2 separate regions of the Zea mays genome follow, and region 2 is linked to region 1. The links are chromatin contacts, called in public Hi-C maps. All regions are on one chromosome and are shown on one strand. Each heading gives the region's core, a stretch centred on a gene start, on an enhancer-like site or on the middle of the called end of the contact. The rest is flanking DNA. Distances are from core to core; before and after follow the strand shown. Region 1 holds the start of LOC103632288 (SUPPRESSOR OF ABI3-5). Region 2 holds the start of LOC100284825 (60S ribosomal protein L44).

Region 1 (5,593 bases), core at 1,381-3,880:
CTATTCTCGGACGGTCCGGTCGCGTCGGACAACACCTGTGATCCCTATGGTGGGCTCTGTGTAACTCTGGATTGTTCGACATAGGGTGTCGGACGGTCTGAGATCGTGTGTGGACGAATGAATTCCTTTTATTTTAGCATTAAGACGAATTCCATGCCGTTAAGGAACTTCATCTTCTAAATTTACCCCTCTCCATGTTGCCTCTCCCTCATTTCTCCGTCAGAATGAACCCTAGTCACTCAACGCTGTTGCCCTCGTCCTCCCCGACCTTTGAGTGCCTCCGCCACCAGCCGTCGTTCGATGCCCCCCTTCTCACGTCCCCCTATACTTCTGTGCACCTGAGCCTAGGCTAAATGTTTTCTTCGACCTATACTCATTAAAACTAAATTGTGCACATATCAATTACCAACAACATGTTATGTAACCTATACCTTATGTTACATATATAAAAATTCTGATCAGGTGGGGACTCTTTGTCCCCCCGTTGCCTGTTCAAAAAAATTTACCAACAACCACCTAAACATCTAGACTTAATAGCAACCACAACTTCATGCCTTCAACAGACATGCACTATACGGATCATGCACATATGCATTAACAACAACCACATGAAATAGAATTGTGGAACATGAACGACCACATAAACAGTCAAATCCTTGAACAACCACATAAACAGACAGTTCCTTAAACAGACAGACACATAAACATACGACTGTTGGTATACTGCACCAGTCCTCGTGAGCATCTTGGATATTTGGGCTTGTCAATGTAGTTACCAAAATCAGTCACCATTGTCATTTGAGTACAATTTCTACTTTGCTTCCTTGCCCGACGAAAACAACAACAAAATAAAGTTACAGACTACCAATCTATTTCTACTTCGCTTCATAGCTATTAGACCCCGTTTGGACCCTTGGAATCGAATTCAATTAAGCTAATTCAGTTTTATACTATTATTAGTAAGATGTCGGGGATATTTATGTGCTATATTTTTACTATAGAAGAGTGAGTCGTGAGCCGAAGAGTGTCCTATAAGTTGTAGAGTAGAAACAAATTCTACTGATACATAAAATTATTTTTCATCATCCACTCTATAAATTTCAGAACTTTGGAAGTGGTGGAATGTTAAATTTTAAACTAAATACATTATTTTATTAAGTAAATTTTAATTCCTATAAAATAAACGGATCCAAACGCTCAATTAAGATTAAGCTAATTGATCTACAAGCTATCTTCCACGACCTCCCAATCAAGGCATACCAGAGGGCCAAGGCCTAACCACCCCCTCATGGACGTAACCGAGACATTGACAGGCAAAAAAGGAGCCCAGATTATTCATTGATACTAGACACAGTCGCGATGATCGATACGGGAACCTTCTAGACGTATCACTGGACTACCAGAGCAACTATGACAAAATGAAAAAAGGCCACGCGAATGGCCTGTATTTTTTGAACACGGGAGTACTCTAGTCGATTCGAATCACAAACAACTAAGTTCAGCGCTCATGCGGTTTGATCCGAACTTATGAAGGCTTCGGCGGCTCTGTACAGAATCCGTGACGAGGAGAAGAAGCATACAAGGGAGCTAGGGCACCAATGGGAGCGATTCAGGAAGCGGGGGAGCGGCGGGGATACTTACACCACGTAGACCTTGACCGCCATTGGAGAAGGGCTGGAGCTACTCGGATTTGAGATACAGAAAATTAGGGTTACAATTTTTCGGATCTTGCAAAGAAGAGAATGGGACGAGAAAAAAATTCTCACAAGTCACAAGGGTTTCCGTTGCCGTCGGTCGGGAGAGGAAGCCGCGGGGCACGGCCTGGGGCGTGCCAGCGGCGGTGTGGCTGCCCGCTGGAGTTACGGCGCGACCGCGTGGGCCGGGACCGCGCGTGGGGACCGAGAGTTTCTCGTTGGAGAAAAGTAGGTGGAGCAAGGTGTGCGAGGTGGACGTCGACGGCGTAGGTGGAGCGTTTCGCGGATGCGGCTGACGGATCACGATGGACGCGACGGGAGCAGACAGATCAAGCGAGATCGATGTCGAGGGCGAGGGCGGCGCGAGGCAGGGAGGACGGGCGGGGAAGAGCCGAGCGGGAGCGAGGGCGGGCGCCCATGCGCGAGCAGTGGGGGATCTAGAGAAGCTGGCATGGACGCAGGCGGGTGTTGGGGGGCATGGCTGCGCGAGATGGAGGCGAGTGCGGGGGTGGCTGCGCGCATGGCCGGGGGGCTGCTGCGCACATGGCGACGGGGGTTGGGGCGGGACGCGGGGGTGGCTGCGCACATGGCCGGGTGCGGCTGCGGGAGCTGGAGCGAGAGCGAGACAATCAGACGATTTCGGATGGAGGCGGGGTTGGCAATCGGACGGTCGAGATGGAGGCGGGGGCATGGTTGTGCTAGTCTACACTATTGCCTTAAGGATTAGTAGAGATATGTCGCTAATGATGACATAGCTTTTTTTTAAAAGTTTCAGGGACTAGGTATTAAAATTCTTATGTGGGTTTAGTCTTTTTGGGAGATTTTTTTTCAGCGGCCTCTAATACGATGATTTGGGGAACAAATTTATAGAATTGTTTTGAAGTTGCTCTTATAAATTTAAACCTATATAATAATCCCTCTAATCCAAATGGAATGAGATGAAAAACGAACAAGCCCAAAGTTAACAAATTTACCCAAAAAAATGCCACTGCATATAAACACTCCCTCCATCAGAAGTCCGTTTCACCCGTCTACGCATCACGTTGGTCGTTGGGCTCGGTCTCGTCCGCTCCTGCTCTTTTCTCCGCACCCAGCGCCGCCGCGGGCGATTCTAGGGTTTCGTCGCCGGCGGCAACAACCTGCCTGTAGCGATTCGACGTAGGCATCCCTGTTCCTCTCCTCCGGAGGCCTGTCTCCTCGCCATCTCGTCGGTGTAGCCTGAGTGTGGGTCCACGCCCTGCAGACCCACGACGACGGCCTGCAGATCCAGTCCACCTCCGACGACCTCGACCTATCTGCAACTTGTGGACAGCCTGCAGAAACAGCTCGTATTGGAGGTTTGCCTTTTCTGTCCTTATGCCTTCTTCTAATCCCCCTCATTTATGTTCAGTGATGATGAATTCATTCATGCCTTTGAGAATGTTGATTTGTAGTTGGATTTATGTCCCTTCGTGATTTATTTCATTTTCAGTAGGCCATGGCACCAGTACAGTTTTTTAGTCGTTCAGTAGCATCCCATTAACCATGGCGGTTGTACAGATTTTATTTGTTCCTGATGCATTTGACCATGCCAGCAGTACATATTTCTTTAGTTGAGTAGCACATTCTTTTGGAGTTCTGAAGATGAAGTGGCATATTATTTTAAACTTGCCTAGATATCCAATAAACAAACAAGCAAAAATTATAATTGTTACAATGGCTCTCCACAGCTTCATTACAGATAGTGCCATACATGATGCAAATTTTGATAACTATAATGAAGATAGTGCTCAAACTACTGAAGATACAGCAAATGTTGGAAGTGGTTCAGTAGATGACTCAGATATGTGTGCTTTGTGAGATTCTATTGCAGCCGCTTGGTAGCATAAGCTTGTTTTAATTAGCTTTGTTTCTGTCTCGCATGCCAAGTCGCTAAACTTGCTTGACTGTTGGCTTGATCACTACCAATCTATCTTATGTTGCATTAACCGTTGTACTTGTGTGTTCGTTCCAAATGTGGAGACTAATCTCTTTTCATGTAGAAAATGATAGAACTATTAACCCAAAGGTACAAAAACTAGTTCATGATGCAACATGTATCTATTCAGCAATTAATCAAGGCACCATTAGTTCCAGTGGCACTCAGGACATTACACACTCAGGACAATCGTCTCCTCAAAAAATCAGGATTGTTAAACACCTAATTATCTAGCTAGCAGATTCTTCAGACAGCCAGCTTCTCAGGAAAGCTCTACAGAAATAAGCTGTCCCAAACAGGGCTATTGTTGGGTATGATTTCTATAGGTAGTTTCTTGGGCCATGGAAACTACTAGATAGTTTCTGCATTGGGAGTGCCCTCGTATGCAAAACTTCTCAAAGTTAGCATAGCCGATGTAGGTTTGAAACTTTGAATCTACCAATTTAGAGCATCACATCTGCACATGCATGCCAATCGATTATTCAGAAATCAGAATCGACCGGCATATCTGATACCATGGCACGTCCATGTGCGCATACATGTATTTGTGGGCATTACTTCATCGACAACTAAATTTTGAAAAGGTATGAATGATTAGAGCATCCAAATAATATACTCCCTCAACCAGGAGTAAAATGGAGGCTGGTGGGATCCTATGTGCCTGCTCATCCACTGTTCACACTGTTTGCAGCTGTTCTGTTTCCTCTACTATGCAATCTTCACAGCTATTTGTTCTCACATGTTTTCTACTATTTCTGTTCGTGTTTTGCACTGTTCACCTGTCTTTTCAACCAGCCAGGACCTAGTGTACTTTACCGATTCCTTTAAATTGAAGAAGTCATAGCATGGACATCGCTGAGTGCTTTTTTTTTCGAAAACGCAGGAGAGCTGCGTATCAATATATTAAGAAGAAAAGGTTGTTACTAACCTTGATTAGGCGAGATAATTGCCCCCTCGGGTACTGTAGCATATATATAGGCAGACAATAATATATGGGCCTTAACACCCCCTGTCAAACTCAAGGCGGAAGTGGAGGATTTGAAGCATTGAGTTTGAGTAGATGAAACTGATGTTGTGCCCTAGTTTGTGCTTTTGTGAAGAAATTCGCCAGCTGTAATTCTGAGGGCACGTAGTGAAGATCAATGGTCTTCTGATGACAATGAGATCTAGTGAATGAGACATCAACACCAATGTGTTTTGTGAGTTCACGCTTCACTGGATCATGACAAATTTGTATAGCTCCAGTATTGTCACAGCGAAGAAGTGTAGGCGAGTCACAAGAAACACCTAAATCAGCCAAGATCCAACGAATCCAGATAATCTCAGCAGTAGTAGTAGCCAGGGCTCGAAGTTCTGCTTCAGTACTAGATCTAGATACAGCAGCTTGCTTCTTGGATTTCCAAGCAACAGGGGATGATCCAAGAAGAATACAGTAACCAGTGATGGAGCGACGATCTGTAGGATCACTGGCCCAGGTAGCATCAGAGTAAGCATGAAGCTGAAGTGGGGAATTTGAGTCATAAAATAAACATTGTGTTTTTGTCCCCCGTAAATATCTAAGCACACGAAGTAAGTGCCCATAATGAACTGATGTAGGAGCAGAGACAAACTGACTCAAAATCTGAACCGCATGAGCAATATCTGGCCTGGTGACAGTAAGGTAAACCAAGCTGCCAACAAGATGTGTATATCGAGATGGATCCTCCAAAGGTGTCCCATCAGTCGGACGAAGAGATAAGTGAAGATCCATAGGTGTGGCAACAGTGCGAGTATCACTAAGACCAGAACGATCAAGAAGGTCTTGTATGTACTTGGCCTGAGAAAGATAAATACCCTTTTTAGTCTGCAAAACCTCAATGCCCAAGAAATAACTGAGTGCCCCCAAGTCAGACATTTGAAATTCCTTACTCAGAGACGCCTTCACATGAGCAATATGGTCTGG
Region 2 (5,593 bases), core at 1,316-3,815, 160 kb before region 1:
ATTAAACTACTGTTTGCCCAAAGCTCAGAACTATGTTTACAGTCAAGCAAACGGTCATGTTGACAATTTCATGAAATATAATAATAACACGAAACAATAGCTTGGTCTCATACAAACTACAACGTACCAAAAAGATGTGACAAAAGAACATATGCAGAAGCTAAGCACAGGGTGTTTGTAATGGTAAATTCTGACAGATACTTGAGACCCTGAGCAAGTTTATGATACGCTTAGAACAGAGAGGTTCCCTTGCCTTTCTTGTCACCACCGATCTCAAAGTGCTTGCACCTCTGAAGTTAAAGGACAAAGTTAGCTTCAAAGAACAAAACACAAACGAGGGCACAAAATAATGAAGCATGGCCGTAAAGACCTTGATCGGGTGTTGAGAGTAGTGCTTGCAGCTCTGGCACTGCAGCTTCAGCACAATCTTCTTTGTTGTTTTTGCCTGAATAGACCGAAGAGTTAATGTTAGGAAGCAAGTAAATAAAGGATCCGCATTAAGAACTCCAAAAGCAGCCTTCAGTATGTAATTGGTACTGCAAACAGTAGAGAATTTGTGTTGAACCTTCTTGTGGAAAACAGGCTTTGTCTGACCACCATATCCAGACTGTTTGCGGTCATAACGTCGCTTCCCTTGAGCTGAAAGGCTATCCTTACCTTTCTTGTACTGGGTAACCTTGTGCAGGGTGTGCTTCCTGCATTCCTTGTTCTTACAGTAGGTCTTCTTGGTTTTCGGAACGTTCACCTAGGAAATGTGTACAGCATAATTCATCCACAAAGAATCAATATAAAATAAACTGAAAAGTCATGCTAAATAAAGTAATATATGAACAAATTTTAGTCCCTAAAATTATAATAATTCATCATAAGATATTTTGAAATGAAACATCATAGGAAGTCCAAAAGAAGAATGACTAGCACTAAGGTGCACGAAAAGGTAGGCTCATGGTGGAACAGAAACAAAGGGCACCACAAGGAGTATATACAGAATGCAGCTTAGTGAAAAATAATTAGCATCTTATAAATTAAATAACAGTTGAAGGTTCACATAAGCGAAGTGAACTGTCTCTTGTTAATTTGACTAATATCATATAACTTACAATTCATGAACAAGGAACAATAAAGCTTGAAGTTGCTAACACAATAGATACAAAAAGAACTCTAGTAAGAAAGGTGCCAGTAAAACAAGATATCAATTCCAATGTTATCAAATCGTCTAATTGGTCCTAGTCGCCATGGTACCAATTAGCTTGACTAGTCATGATTGATCATGAGTCATGACTAATCTCAACTGATCACGATTAATAACGATTAATCTTAAGTATAGCTGATCACCATGGCACCAATCAGCCCGACTAATCACCATTAATCATGATTAGTCAGATGACTTGATAACGTTGGTCAATTCCTTCTCACAAGCACCCCAAAAATATCAACAAGGTTAGCATGTAGTCATGGAACAAAACCAACTCATGACAGAATGAGATCTTGGTAAAGTCTTTTACTTAATGTGAGACGAATTCTCTACATGCTAGTTAGAAGCTTGAATTAGTACACAAGACATTTTGTTGTTAATAGGATAGATAAACAATCCTTTGTGAGAGACAAAAGATGTAATTAAACATTAGTATGAAGACCTTGCACACCATTGCACGAGTTCAAATTTTTAATTTTGCCTCAGACAAACAATCGATAAATAAAATACTAAATGTGACACTACTAGGCAAATTTTTGTGACTTTTCTTAGTTGATTTGCACGGAAACTTGGTTTTCACCTGATACGTTGCCAATAAATAGATGGCATAACCATTTCGCTTGATATAGATACCTCTATTTATACCCATGCATGCATACGATCAGTAGATCAGCAAATATAATTATATATTGTAACACACGAACTGGACAGATATAAGTGCTTGCAGTCTGGTTAATCGTAAACGCTTTTTTTAAAACTAACAATGCCCACTAAAATAGATGAAAATATATAGATGTTTGGGCCTTGTTTGCATGCAATGTATCATGGACTAGAGTGCAACTTAAACTAATTTCCACTACAATCCACTTCAAAACTTGTATATTGATGTGGATAATACGCATCCAAACAACACCTTATATAATACAAAAATCCTCAAACAACACAAAATTCACAATACACGACCGCGCGAGAAACCCAAACTAAAATAGCACTAAGCGGAGACCAGCGATCAAAACAAACCCTAGTTACATCACTAAAAAGGCTTCGCTTACATTACTGCTCTCCATCCCGAGCTGGCAGAATTAGACCAAAACACAGGAACGAATCGGGACAGAGTATCCAGGGCCATGTACCACAAGGCAGACAGAAAAGGCCTGAGATCGTAAGCACAAGGTAAAAGGAGGATAGGTGGGAGTCGCTGACCATGGCTGCCGCGTAGTTGCTTCCTCCGTTGCTCCGTCCGTCGCGAGTCCTTGCGGCGGTGTGAGGCGGGATCCCTGAAAACCCTAGCGGCGGAGCGATATATCAGAACAGAGCCGGGCCTCCTGCGCTTTAGCGAGTTCATGGGCCTGTTCCTTGGTCCAATATTTGGCCTGTCATGTAGATTTACAGCCTTTTATCACTCAGCCTACAAGTAGAGACAGCAACAAGTACGAACTCGCTAGCCTATATTTATACCGGCGAAATTAAATTTTATCTAATACACTATCGTCACTGCTCATGAGTAATAAATTGTTTTCATACCCACACCCAATCGGTTAATGATACCTAATGGGTAATCCACACCTGGTAACCACCAACAAATCACAACAGGAATCAGGATGACTTCCGTCGGCCAAAATAATTCTCGTCGGCCAAATACAAAACCGACTTGAATTAACCTATCTCCGTCGGAGGAGCCGACGAGAGTTAATTGTCGTCGGCCAAGGGCTAGACCGACGTGCATTACTTAACTATCGTCGGTCATGGCGATGGCCGACGAGAATTAGTGGGCCATGAAGTAGCGCTCCTAGATATTAATAACTCCTGTCTGCACTGACCCATGTCGACAGACCTAGGAGTTCAATAAGTCCTGTTGGGCGTAGCCTGGGCCGACGGAGATTAATGGGCCATGAAATGACTCGTGACCTAGCACGCCTTGAGTTTTACAACTCTCGTCGGCTATGACCTAAGCTGGCGGGGTTTATTGAGTTATTCCCGATGGCCCAATCCAAGGCCGATGGGGATTAGTTGTTTATGAGGTCACGGTTACCCACACACGCGCTACTTCTCTCTCGACCAAAATCATTCTCCCGACGCCTCAGTTGTCGTGCACCGCCGCCCAACGTTGCCTCCATCGCCGCCAGTTCGGGAGCCACGCTGCCACATCCACTGGTCCCCGCAAGGAGCCGGCGCCGCCACCTCCACCAGCCAAAGCGAGGAGCTGTCACCACCCAGTAGCGCCACCACCTCCACCAGCTCCGGCGAGGAGCCACCACCACCCTCAGACCTGGAGCCTCGTCCATCGTCGTCCCCTGTAGCCCCTCCCAGGAGCTGCCACCCACGCCCCCAAACACCGGTCAGCCACCAAAGAGCCGTTGGGCCAAGGAGCTGCCGCCACCCGAGGAACCCTCTGTCGTCGTTATCTCCCATGGAACAACACTCATGTTGCCTCGTCATCGAGGGATAACTCACTAACCTATCGAATTAAAATGCGAGTGTGATTAGAGTAGTTAAATATGTATGAAGATGTTTATTTTCGTCGGTTTTTATGATCGACAGGAGTTAACTTTTATGTGATTAGAGTTAGTTTAAAATTGTTAATCGATAGTGTTCTTAGTTTTAATATGACTTTACGCATTATAATTGCTATTTTTAATTTGACGTTGCAAATATTAACTATGTGGCTTGATGTTAGGTAAGTATTAAGTCTATTATATTAGATTTAGCTTATGCTATTGAATTGTTGATTTTGATGTTATTTATTGATTAGAGTTAACTTTTAATCTTATATTACTCGGTTAGGGTTACCTTGTAATCTCCGCCCTTAATATTGTGTTACACTGTTTCGAAAACTATATGTCACCTGTTTCAGACGACTATGCATCATATGCATCACTCATGTGATGTGCGGCGATCCAGAATTGTCCCTTTTCTGGACAACCTCAGGATGATCGATGAAGTGTGTCATTTGTGACCACCATGATGTGCTCGTATGGAATTTCGACTATGTAACCTTGTTGTTCTCTGCTGCACCAAACCGGGCATGCAGTAGAGAGCAGTGAGGCTATGCCACCAAAATTTTGTTCGAGCACATCATATGGTGATCACAAATACCACACTCCATTGGTCATCCTTGGGTGGGTATATGACCTATCAATTACCTATAGATGTAGGTCGTGATGTGTAGAAACGTAAATGTCTCATGTGCACTTCTTACTCATACATAGTTGCAATGATGGGTAATAGTCGTGATTGGATGTATGAATGCTTCAAGAAGAGTGGGTGCCACTCACGTGAATGGTTTACCAAAACTCAAGAGTTTCTAGACCGTGCATCTACTTTCTCACAAATAGATACTATTAGGTGTCCATGCAACAAATACAGAAATATGACAATCCACGACAAGAGTCAGGTCACACTACACCTGTGCTCGCACAGTTTTGTGCCAGGCTATAAGGTATAGAATCTCCATGGGGAATCACGCCTTGAACGGGCATCGCAAGTAGAAGTTGATGACGGTGAAGATGTTGATAGGATGGACCGGATGCTTGAGGATCTGCAGCCTGAATTGGCCCCAGATCATCATGATTCACCTACACCAGAGGTTCAGAAGTTCTTTGACATCAGAATAGCCTATTCATGGGCACACCGATGTGACCATTCTCGAATTCGTGACCCGACTGATGTCAATCAAGCCCAAGTTTGCATTCTCAATCAATTGTTACAAGGAGCTCGTGGATTTGATTATCAAGGTTCTTCCTATGGGTCACAAGATGCCCAAAGACATGTACCAGTCCAATAAAATGCTTGAATGTCTTGGTATGGAGTATGAGAAGATTGGTGTTTGCTAGGACAACTGCATGATCTTTTGGAAGGAACATGGTAGAGAGGAGAAGTGCTTAAAATGTGGCAAGTCGAGGTACATGGAGCTTGTAAACGAAGATGGGGGAGAAGGTGGTGACAAAGGTTGTACATAAACAGCTTCGGTACATGCCTCTCACTCCTAGAGTGAAACATTTGTTTCTCTTGAGGAAGACCACTATGCGCATGAGGTGGCACAAAGATCGTATGGACAAACAAGATGGGTTAATGATGCACCCGTAAGATGGTGATGCATGGAAGTCCCTTGACAACATTGATCCAGAGTTCGCCAGTGATTCAAGAAATGTTTGTATTAGCTTGGCAACTGATGGTTTCACGCCTTTCAATATGACCGTTGTATCGTACTCATGTTGGCCTATCATTGCCATCTCGTACAACCTTCCACCTGCTCTTTGCATGAAATATGAGTTTATGTTCTTATGTCTTGTTATACCTAGGCCTGAGAACCCTAGCGTATGCTTTAGTGTGATGCTTCAACCACTGATTGAAGAGTTAAAGAAGCTATGAGAAGGAGTGGAAGCCTATGACTGCTTC

The links. A called contact is a pair of places that touch in the nucleus more often than the background predicts.
Region 2: a contact with region 1 is called in a Hi-C map of tassel, with 2.2 times the contacts expected there. The contact joins the promoter of LOC100284825 here to the promoter of LOC103632288 in region 1. A contact is called at or near these places in 3 of 25 Hi-C or Micro-C datasets (endosperm, leaf and tassel).

What each region holds. Positions count from the first base shown.
Region 1 is chr7:42,370,068-42,375,660 of Zm-B73-REFERENCE-NAM-5.0, reverse strand. It overlaps LOC103632288 (SUPPRESSOR OF ABI3-5), which reads left to right and starts at 2,630. Exons shown (of 16, transcript XR_002263496.3): 1 at 2,630-3,031.
Region 2 is chr7:42,527,751-42,533,343 of Zm-B73-REFERENCE-NAM-5.0, reverse strand. It overlaps LOC100284825 (60S ribosomal protein L44), which reads right to left and starts at 2,565. Exons shown (of 4, transcript NM_001157720.2): 1 at 2,399-2,565; 2 at 566-745; 3 at 371-445; 4 at 1-290. The coding sequence starts at 2,401. The coding sequence ends at 231.